2 separate regions of the Mus musculus genome follow, and region 2 is linked to region 1. The links are chromatin contacts, called in public Hi-C maps. All regions are on one chromosome and are shown on one strand. The core of a region is the stretch at or near the end of the contact, and the rest is flanking DNA. Distances in the headings are between cores, read along the strand shown.

Evidence for each region. Hi-C and Micro-C count contacts between places; a contact is called where the count stands out from the background.
Region 2: a Hi-C map of granulocyte-monocyte progenitors shows a contact between it and region 1, with 2.3 times the contacts expected there. The contact joins the promoter of Lekr1 here to the enhancer-like site in region 1. A contact is called at or near these places in 5 of 39 promoter capture datasets (cranial neural crest, liver, neutrophils and 1 more), 5 of 484 Hi-C or Micro-C datasets (bone marrow-derived macrophages, granulocyte-monocyte progenitors, macrophages and 2 more), 2 of 115 datasets of contacts at active chromatin or transcription factors (bone marrow-derived macrophages and pancreatic cancer cells) and 2 of 9 other capture datasets (adipose tissue and macrophages).

What each region holds. Positions count from the first base shown.
Region 1 is chr3:65,316,854-65,322,609 of GRCm38.p6, reverse strand. Kcnab1 (potassium voltage-gated channel, shaker-related subfamily, beta member 1) reads right to left here. Exons shown (of 14, transcript NM_010597.5): 8 at 3,105-3,191. Among named protein-coding and RNA genes, the nearest start is that of A330015K06Rik, 17 kb to the right of the region's middle. Within about 2 kb of position 3,144, at least 40 of the 459 cell types and tissues checked have an H3K27ac peak or open chromatin away from gene starts, as enhancers often do. A contact at or near this core is called in bone marrow-derived macrophages, granulocyte-monocyte progenitors, macrophages and 2 more, where this site is marked.
Region 2 is chr3:65,662,712-65,668,467 of GRCm38.p6, reverse strand. Lekr1 (leucine, glutamate and lysine rich 1) reads right to left here and starts at 2,240. Exons shown (of 13, transcript NM_001166659.1): 1 at 2,157-2,240.

The sequences.
Region 1 (5,756 bases), core at 1,895-4,394:
AAAAAACGTACACGCGCGTGTGCTCCCCTCTACTGTCACATTTTCCTGTCAGCACAAAACCAAATTGTATTCTGTCAGGTGGCAGATCGCAAACGAAGTGCTTTGATTTCCTCCACTGACTGCACATTTGGAAACTACCACCATTCTCTTGATAGAACTTGCTTTTCGTCTTTTGATTTTTGGCAAGAATGGCAGGGATGGGTAGCAACGGCGCAAGGGATACACGATGCCCATATATGGTGAAGAAGGTGCAATGACTGATCTTTTTCTGGCTCAATTGGTTGAAATTTGATATGCAGAAGTTGGCCAAAACTCATCCTGGTTTATTTTAGATACACCCCCAATTAGCACTGATTCATGGCATTTTTAACAGCTTGAAATGGAAATGTGACTTTGAGCTACCCAAAGCGTGCACACAGATGATCTTGACACTCACAGAGTTGGTGGCTAGAAGCCACCCAGTGTTTCATGCTGGTTGCTTTATTCCTCTCCTTTGGGTAATCGGCAACAGTGAGGGGCTATTGATGCCTTGGCTGGGCTGCTTCATTGGAGAGCTGCTTCAGCCTCTCTAAAAGAATTAGCCTCTTCACCGATGAGAATTCTAATGTTTGGAATGAATGAGGATCTACAAATGCTGAGCTCTGGCGTATTGATACACATGCAATTAATATATGCTTGGTAATTACTGCTGTGTCACTAATTGCAAATAGAAATGGGTCCAACTAAGTTGTGATGTACTGAGATAATAAAAGCAGGTGAATGGTATTAGAGATTGTTTCTGCTATTATTTGAAGATATTGGCTGGGTGAATACCTGAAGATGTTTTTGTCATTTTGTCTGGAAGAGCCGAATAAGGGCTGTAGAGTTACACTGACTAGCGGTTACCGAAAGGTTCCAAGGGTAGTTCTGGTAATATTCAGCCTGTCTCCTAGGCATTTAGGAGCACTAGTCATCCTCCCAGGTAAACCGCAATGTGCCCGTATAACTTTGACTTATGTGCAGGCATGCAGGATTCACATTCATTGCCAGCCTGAATCTTAACACAGAGTCTAGAAACAACTCAGGTATATCCCCAATCCCTGCACTTTGAGGAAGTCATCTTGTCTCTGTACTTCACTTTTTTCTTTCGATATTCCAGCCCTTGCCTTGTTAGAGTAAAGCAGGAAAGACTGTACAATCTGTGCGTCCATAACCAGAATCGGACTCTGGTATTTCTATTTGATCTATAAATAAGTGATTATAAATTATAGGCAATTATGGAATATAACTTTATCAGAAAGCTAGAATAAGCTACACGGAAACCATTTGGGGTGAGTCTTCCTGAGAACAGCCTGGAGCGCCTGTTCACTAGACCCAAGGCAGAGGAAACTTCAGGGTTGGTAGTCTGCTGGGGGTGGTGTCTGGCTGGCAGCAGGGAGAGGTGGAGGGACTGCATTCCAGTACAAGGTGGTAATCTCTGCTAAGGGAGCTACAGAGGCCTATGCTTTGTGACTTACTCAGTAGGTGGGAAATACCCATTGTTTAACACTCTTCGTACAATGACTAAGTATGATATAGCTTCCCACTTTACCTTGTAGAACTTTATTTGAAAATCTTAGGGAAAAACGTAATTTTCTCCAATTTCAGGAGAGGTTAGATAATGCTACATTACAGACTCTATCAGGGAATAGCAGTCTGTTCTTTAAAAAAAAAATACTTGGAAATTTCTTAACTAAATTTCAACATACCATTGGTATTTATACAAGAGACACTTAACCTGTTAGCATCACATGGCTGGAGAATTTCCTTCTTTTACCCACATACTGTATCCTTTTCACTTGAGAGGCCCTTATAATATGGTTTTCTTTTTATAGCTATACTGCAGCTTATATTTCCTGATTGAGGGGCTACAATATATCCCTAAAATTAAAGGTAAAGTAGGATGCAGGATAGGTAGGAGGACAAACTCAGCTGTTGTCTATATGTACATGGTGTAACTGTAACAGACACCATTCCAAAGAGGAAAAGAGCCACCAGGTACTTAAAATGGAGAAACAATTAGCCTTTTAAAATCCAATATTTTATTTGGTAGTTTTGCTGACTAAATGGCTTTAGTGCTCTGTTTGAATGTATCTTTGTGAATTGTGTGACAGCATGCTATTATTGAAATAAGTATCTCTAATACTATTTATGATCTGCATATCAAACAGCCTTTGTTTTGACAGATACACACACACATATATATGATATGTAAACACAGATAATAATGTGTATATAAATATATGTATATACACATAGTTTCTCTGTATTTGGGAAAGATAAATGGCAATACAAATAGTCTCCATAACATATGTTTGAAATGAATGACGATCTACAAAATGCAACTTAGAAAATTCCTATGAACTTGAATCATTCATATTCTCCTTAATTTCCATAATCTAACAGTAAGAACAAATCTTCACAGAACAAATCTTATTTCTCAGTCATCCCAGGTAAGATTGACAAATGGATACAATTGAAAATGTGGCTTTTTGAGTATTCTAAAGGCTTTCACAGGGGACAAGCTGTGGTTTTCTGACAGGGGGGACAGGAGCACAGCTTGCAGAGAACCAAACCCAAACTGCAAAGAAGAGCCTTATTAAGTAGGTCTGCCTGTCCAATGCCTGCTCACTCACAGCATGTCTCAGCATTTATCAGGCAGGATTGCAAACTAATCAGACTTAGCATCATTATAGAAAAGGAAGCTCTGTAGAGGAGCCTCAGAAACAGTGGTTGGATTATCTGAGTAACGTAATCGTTTCAGTTGATGAAATCATAAAAGTGAAGTGAATCTGGAAGAAATGAGTATTTTGCAACCAAGAAAGGAAACTGAAAATAAAGGTAAAGAAGGAAGTTAGAAGGAGGAAGAGGAGGAGGAGTGGGGCGGGGAGGAAAATAAACCTACGTAGTAGTCTCTTGGCTTTTGGGGTCAATACAGAAGCTAAAGGACATTGGAAAGGTTTTATTTTTTTAAATTCTAGCTTAACAATCTGAACATACTTCATTACTTACTGTAGTAGAAACAGTCTTCAGGCTAGGTCCAGCAATTCTGTAGCCTCTTTTTCTTATTAGATTCTTTTACTCACCTTCCATGGGAGTGTTGCTGTCTGGGCGATTTGCAAAGACCACATCCACGTATTCCAGTTGCAGCCTCTGGAGGGAGCCTTTCAGTCCTAGCAGCAGAAGCAGAAAACAGAATATAACCAAAGGCCCAAGAAGTCCAAATAGGACCACACTTAGAAAGTGCTTGAGTTTGATTTCTTTCAAGAATTTACTTAAAAACAAACACTGAGTTAATTACAAGAGTCCTCTTGAACAGGGCACAGCAAGACGATAGCAGCAATTGCTTACCTTCAGAAACATCAGTTGGAGTTATTTCCATATGACTAACCTTCACAAGAGTTAAACCAGAAGAAAGATGATAGTGTCTGGGTTTTAGTATAATAATGGAAAATGATGTTTGAGCAAGCCGGAGGGAAACCCTCCAAATCCAAGAATCAAACAGCCTAGAGAACCACAGAGGCTCTCACCATTCCCAGTGCTCCTAATACAGTTCTTTATGCTATGGTGACCCACAACCATAAGATTATTTTTTCACTGTTATAAATTGTAACCTAAATATCTGTGTTTTCCGATGGCCTTAGGCGACCCCTGTAAAAGGGTCACTTGGATCAAAGGTTGAGAGCAAATGGCCTAGAGAGAGACACTTTTTGGGAGGGGAGGGAGACTTGAACCAACCTCTCACTAGGGTGAAATTCAGTACTGAGTAGACTCCTCCACCCTGCCCTTGCTCCCAGGCTAATCTTCACAGAGAGTCTCTGGATCCACCCCAGAGCTAGGCAAGCATCTCTGACATTGGTGAGCTGGACCCGGGTTCTCACTTACACAATTGCTAACTCAGCCAGTATACCAGTTCTAAAGGTTGTAGCATCAGGTATGACACTACTTAACACCAATCTTGTTAGCCAAGGGATTACCTCCACTATTCACCTTCAATCTCAGGCAGCAAGTTCAAAGACATTTTATTTGCAAGTAACGTATGATGGAAAGAGGTATAGAACTTTTACTTGAAACTCAGTGCTGGGGCTGTAGATTCTTCCCATGAACAACACCCATGCAGAAAAGCCTGGATGTCACATAAAATTCCAGTTTGCATTGCCTGTACCTGGCTGCAGTGGTGTCCAGCCAAAGGGACGACATCACCAGACAGGCCATGGAAACATAGTTACACTGGACTCAGGAACCTAAGGGCTCCAGAGAGGCACCCAAACCTGGCCTTTTGAGCTGCATCCCTTGTGGTAAGGCTCAGGGCTGCTTAGAACCCTGTTGTTCCTGACTGCAGGCTAGTGATTGTAGATGAGGTGTTCGGTCCTGAGATTGGATCACCTTATCTAGGCAGTCCCCTAATCTACCACATACAGCGGTACCAATTGCAACAAACCTAAGCTAGGGATAGCAGAATAGCAGCACTAGTTTTGAATTTACTGGGACTAGCGCCCTCTAGTGTTGCAACCGTGGGCAATAAATACAGGCTCCAGAACGACCTTCTTAGAATTCCCAGGCCAGGCACCATTAAAGCCAAGTAGTGACAGCTGGAATACACGCCGAATGCTTCAGTGCATGGATGCTGTCAGATACTAACAAGCATCGAGAGCTTCCAGGGAGCTGAGATGTCAAAAGCCGATGATGAGGTGGTGGATATGTTGGCCTCTTGGACAAGAATTCAAAACAGTTATTTGATGGAAAGTCGTGAACTTCAAGAAGATACAGAGAAGCTGAGCATGGTGACACATGGCTGTACTTCCAGCACTAAGTATGTTGAGGCAGGAGGATTGCAACTTAGAAGCTTGTCTGAGTTAATGAGATCCTGTTTTGTGTAATGGTCAAGCAAGAGTTGGAGAAATAGTCTTTCTCAAGAAAGAACACACCAATTGGTTATCTAATACCAAATGGACAGCCCTGAAAATGTACATAAAAGTAACATTATGTAGGTTGTATTTATGAATGTAAGACTATATATATGTGTATGTGCATGTGTCTGTGTGTTTGTGTATGTGTGTGTATGTATGCATGTATGTGTATGTGTGCGTGTGTGTCTGTGTCTGTATGTCTGTGTATGTGTTTGTGTATCTATGTCTGTGTATGTGTGTCTCTGTGTGTGTATATGTATATACATATATATGTGTGTATATGTATATATGTGTATGTTTGTGTGTGTCTGTATGTCTGTGTATATCCATGTATATATGTGTGTGTCCATGTGTATATGTATGCATGCATGTGTCTCTGTGTGTATGTGTGCATGTATGTATGTATGTGTGTATGTATATATTTGTGACAACAAATAATGAAAAATAGAAGCCATGCATTTGGAAGAAAGCAAGGAAAGATGTATAGGAGGGTTTGAAGGGAGGAAAGGGTAGGAGGAAGTGACATAATTATAATCTCAAAAAATATGTATATGTACATGTATATGTATATGTATGCCAGAACTGGTCCAGGGGTGGATAATACATTAGAAATAACCTACTGAAACATGATCCTTAAAAGCACAAGAGAATCTGGGTGGTGGTGGTGGGAGCACACCCTTTTTCCAGCACTTGAGATGTAGAAGCAGACAAATATCTAAGTTCAAGGCCAGCCTGGTCTACAGAGGGAGCTCCAGGACAGCCAGGGCTACACAGACAAACCCTGTCTTGAAAATGAGAAATAAAAGCAGACAACAACCATAACAACAA
Region 2 (5,756 bases), core at 991-3,490, 350 kb before region 1:
CACAGACAACAGAGACATTATTTTCTTTCTTCAGAGTTTTTCCAAATTGGACAAAGAATACCCAATCCACTCTTGATGAAGAGTCTGCCTCTCTGTCCACGGAAAGAGTAAAGGGAACTAAGAACGGCTTACTGATTAAAGCCCACGCACTGTAATGCCAGTACCCATAAATGTAGAAATAGCAGCTTTGGCGGGCAGAGACAGGGATCCTAGAAGCAAGCTGGGCGACTGGGCTCACTGAGCTGGCTGACCAGTTCAGAACTCAGGTGAGAGGTCCTGTAAGGTAGAGAGTGATGAAGACACTGGGCATCAAACTCCAGCCTCCACACATACAAAAACATGCATACACAGGTGTGCCTATGAACATGAATACACACATGGATTTGTACTAACCAAATGTCAGAGAGAGAGAGAGAGAGAGGTAGAAGATGTCAAGGCCAGAATGGTTGAGTGGAACAGATTCAAGTGAAAGAAACACAGATTCCACAGCAGAAAAGATGGTCTAAGGCCCGTGTCTGCAGAACACAGGCAATGTGAGAGTCAAGAGAGGATAATGACCTATCTTTTGGGTGGGGGATGGGAAATCAGCAAAGGCTTCCTAAGATTGAGTTAAATTAGGGGCAAGAGAGTGAAGGAAAAAATAATGCTGGTGTTATTTTTGTAAACTATGCAACCATCAGTGGAGGAGAGATTCCTCAACCCTGTGTTAGCCCAAAATATCCCTCATTTCAATAAGCTACTATTTAAAACAAACAAAACTAGTGAGCTGTCTTCCCACGTGTGTGCTTGGTAATATTAACTGAGGCCAACCACGGGAGTAATGGTAATTATGTGGACATGGGTCCAAGTGACCAAGTACATAATCATATACTGTCATAGTCACATGGCAAGAAACCAGAAGGCATTATCTTCAGTTAAGCCATCATTGGTGAATGGAAATGATAGTATCTTGGGCTCCACAGGAATATTTTTCCCTTATACAGCCAACTATATCTCCTCTTAAAGTGCCATCCACAAAAGTATTAGCAAGCATGGACCTAAATAACGTATAAATTCAAGGTACCAGTGGGATGTTTATTATTTAATGCCTTCGCTGTGACTACTCTTAACATATTACTATGTCACCAGAAGTGGCAGGCTTCTGGCTATGAAAGAAAAATTTAAAAATAGCACCCTGGTAAATTTGAAAGACCTCTAAAACGAAGTGGAGGAGAAACTGATGTCAATGCACATCGCACAAGACATAGTAACAAGATTACAGGCAAGATACATTCATTGGATTCGTCCCAAGAACATGTGTAACTTGTCCTCATATAAAGACACTTTATTGTAAACCCATGTAAACTGTGAGTGCAGACTGTAATAACTAGGTGCTTTTCTGCTAAGCAATGCATGCTGATGATTACAACTAAGAGGTGGGCACCTAAAATTCCCAAGGTGACTAGAAGGGTACTACTTTCTTTAACGTTTATTTTTGTTATTGCCTATATTTTAAGAAACAGCTTGTAAGCCGATTAGAAAAGTCCATTGGGTCTTTATAAAGATGTGACTACTCGTGAAAAGAATAGTAGAATCCACATATAATTCCGCTTTTCAAGAAGTGTAGGGCTGTTTGCTCTTTAGCAGAAGAAAACGTGATTTTTAAGTTACCCATTCAGTATTTTAACCAAACAAGTTCCTTTTGGTCTTTCCCATTATATATGTGGAAACTGTCCTTGGCAAAAGTACAGAGGTACGTGGCCGCTGCTACGTGCGTTTGAGAACCTTCTCTGTGACACTGGTCACGAGATAGACGTGCGTGTTCTTAAACGCAGAAATGCCCTTGGTGGTTCATTTCCGATTCTTACACCGGTGTCACGCCCGGTCATTAACTCAGGTTCTGCTTCCAGGCCCTTCCTCAAGTACCATTCCGGGGGCGTGATTCACCGAAGGGCAGGTCGGGGGCAAGAGAGCAGGAGGTCACTGCAGGAAACTAACCGCCCGACCGGACTGCGCTGGCCCAGGCCTCGCCTGGGGCGCCGAGAGGCCGCCCCACCTTCCCGCCTTCCTCCTCCCGACCCCCGCCGCCCCGCAGTCCCGCGCCGCCAGTCTCTGCGCCGGAACTGTGTCCCCGCCGACCGGGTCCTCTGAGGACTGAGGAAGGCCATGACCCTCACCTAGCCCGGGACTCCGCAGGGTGTAAAACGGCTTCCCTGGTCTCCCGGGCGACCGCGCTGCACGTTGGCCTGACGTCAAGGCGCGGTGACGTCACAGCCCCCGCCGACGCGGAAGCGGAGCTTCTTTTGCATCATTTGTCCCAAAAGCGAGCTAGGCGGAAGCTGGAGCGGGTGGCGGGGGTCGAAGGAGAGGGCGGATTTACGCGCGGTTCTGTGACGGACGGGGATGGGGCTCTGGAACCCGCGGGGACGACGGGCAGCCGAGGCTGATGAAGAGGCGGGAAGTGGGTGGCCATGTGCCTCATCTGCAGGGGCAATCATTGTTGTCGAACGGAAGGAAAAGAAGCTTTTAAGTGGAATTGACTGGGGAAGGCTTGCTTAGAATTTCATTCTGGTCCAAAGAAGTCAAGATGACGGGTTTAGTTCATGAAGTATTACTGAGACGTGCTACTGCACACTCAAGTAATGGAAGGCCTCTTGTTTTTACACACTGACGACTTCCCTTTATTCATACTTTATTCATAAAACAAATACTGATGACCTACTACGCAACAAGCAAGCAGGATGAGATGATGCTTGGTGACTAACACAGGCCACTGGTATGATTAGTGTCTTCGTAGTCTGCTCCTTTTCCAGGAGCATCTGAGGTCCAAAGTTCTGATCCTCCAGTAACTAAAGAAAACACGGTTTCCTAGCAGAAAAGAACAATAATTGCTGTTAAAGAATAGTTTGCATGAATAGAAAGAAAAGGCATTGGAGAGAGGAAGGTGAACAGGTGATTTGAAATAGTGCCAGATCTATTGGAGCTGCTGGTTGATCACTAGTATGAAAATAACCGCATGAAAATAGTGAATACTCCCCTAAGTCATGAAAGATATAGATTATGCAGAAACTAACAACAGTTACTTACTATTGAGTAACTAGTATTATGTACTGTATATCATTGAATATATACAAGAGGGCTAGAAACAGAGGGCTTCTGACAGCATCACCACGAACACTACACAAAATGTCTCGGTAACTAACATCACTAGATATTAGGAATTTTATACCAAAAGTATTGTTATAGGGCACATAACTACAGTTTGGACAATAATTACCGAGCACTTGTATCTAAAAAGGAAGGCAATCCTCTGAAAATGGGATGAAATCCCATGGAAATGCTATAATTCACTTTCATCTATGCCTCTTCGTTACACATCACCTTGAGTCCATTTTCCTTACCACTGTAAATGCCCTCTCAATCCTAAATCCCATTGCTAATTAGCCACAAGCCTAACTTTCTGTAGGAGTGCCACATGTGGCACTCCTACAGAAAGTTTTCATTATTATATAAAGTCCAGTTTAGGTAGTGGTAGACCCAGTAAGAATTTAAAAAGAAAGGATAGCTTCCGGAAAGAACAGAAATAAGAAGTGTATTTCCAATTGGCCTATGCCAAATGGTCAGCCCTTGAAAACATGCATACAAGAAACAGTATGTGGCCTCTACAGGTTGTATTTGGAAATATATGTGTATATGCAAATGCATGTTTGAATCCAAGAACAATTGGGTAAAAGAAAGACAGTTTGTGCCTAATCTAATTGCATCTCGTTATGCCCTGTTTGGTGGATATCACTGGGAGGCCTGCTCCTTCCTGAAGAGAAATAGAGGGGCAGTAAGTCTGGGGGAGAGGGGAGGTTGAGGCCAGGGGCTAGAAAGGGGCTAGGAAGGATGGAGGGAGGGGAGGTTGCAGTCAGGATGTATGAGAGAAGAATAGAGAAAAGAGAGGCCATGAATTTGAAGGAGAGTGGAGAGAGTTATATGCTGTAATTAATATAAAAGCAATATAAAAGCAAATCTTTAAATCCTCTAAAATGAAACGTGTGAGTGAGTGTGTGTGTGTGTGTGTGTGTGTGTGTGTATACATACACTTTCAAAAAAGGTTAGCAGATTAGCACAGGTCAACTTTTGAGTACTGAAGAAAAAGGGTTGTTTTTGTTTTTGTTTTTGTTTTCGAGACAGGGTTTCTCTGTGTAGCCCTGGCTGTCCTGTAACTCACTTTGTAGACCAGGCTGGCCTCTAACTCAGAAATCCTCCTGCCTCTGCCTCCCGAGTGCTGGGATTAAAGGCATGTGCCACCACGCTCGGCAGCTATTTCACTTTTTACCATGACTTTTAAAGACAAGCCACCGTTTTAAAAAGAAAATTAAAAATTAAATTCCTTTTAATTTCTTTGTGACCCTTCATTGTTATTCTCTTTGAGGGTCAGTAACCCCCCAGGGGGTGCCCTCCTAGTTTATAGAGTGTCTGGATATGAATGAGACTCAGTTTTCCACGTGTCCTGTAGGTGTCTTACAGTTTATAAGAACTCCCATGTGTTTGTTGTCATAGGGATTTCCCAAAAATACTTATCACATGGGACAGTCATTTGGGGACACTTGTGTCATGAAACCTCCCTACCTTTCCCATGCACCTATGAAAAGCAGTATAGGAAAAATAGGTACTTTGTTTATAAATCTGCTAAAAACCAGCAGGAAGTCCACCCAAGATGGCTGATTTTAAAGTCAATGCTAGCTGGTACAAAGGTAGCATGATAAAATTACACTGAAGTCCAACAGTATTTTCATCCTGCAAGTCACAATACAATACAACTCTGTCCTCTTGTAAGTTTGAATAAAACGGTTCCGACGGGGCCTCCCAGGTTGGAAACAACAGCTGCTTTCATTGCTATTTCTGGGTTTCGTCCAGTGCAAGTGCAGAATTTTTAAAACGCCAGCATGTATTGGGTTCTCTCTGTTTGCCAGGCACTTCATGCACAATGCTCCGTTTGCTTGAGAACCCTTCCAAACCTAACGCTGTCAGGTGCTACGTACTGTTTACTTTCACCCAAATGATAGAAGTGGCCAAGGGCATGGCCCATCATGTAAACACAGGGGTGCACTGGATCCAGGGTGAGTGCACGTGGAAACACGTGTTGCCTTAGTTGTCTCTGCCAGACAGCCAGTCCTCCTGGGACGTTTGCCTACTGTGGTTAGAGACACATGTCTCAAACGTGGTTTCTTCATGACGTTTCCCGTACAGCTTCTAGTTTTCAAAAGAGGTTAGCTGCAAAGACCACTTGGCTTTGTTTTACCCGCCCCAACACATTTGCCTCTACTGTGCTGTCACACTTAAAGCTGCAGATTGCCTTATAAAGCTGTTTTGCATACTGAGCCCCCAAAAGCTGTGGTCTAGAAGTGAGTTAGACCACAAAATACTATTTTTAGGCTTGAGCTCTGTATTTTTTTATTCATCCCATAGATGCAATATAAAGTTGAGTATGTGATGCAGTAAAGGTCCTGGAGTTTGAGTGGCATCTCTCTAGAAAGAACTTCCAAGGCTTTGCTGTTTGTACAGGAACAAACTGTGTAACAAATTTGAATTTGTTTGAGTCTTAGACTTTAATTTTTGAACATATTTCTAATGAGACAAGCTAGATGCTTGCATGATAACTGTCTACTCTCAAATGTGAAAATTAAGACACCGCTACAGGAGCTGGAGAGATGGCCCACCAGTTAAGAGCCCTGTCTGCTCTTCCAGAGGTTCAGTTCAGTTGAACCCTAGGTTCAATTCCCAGCACC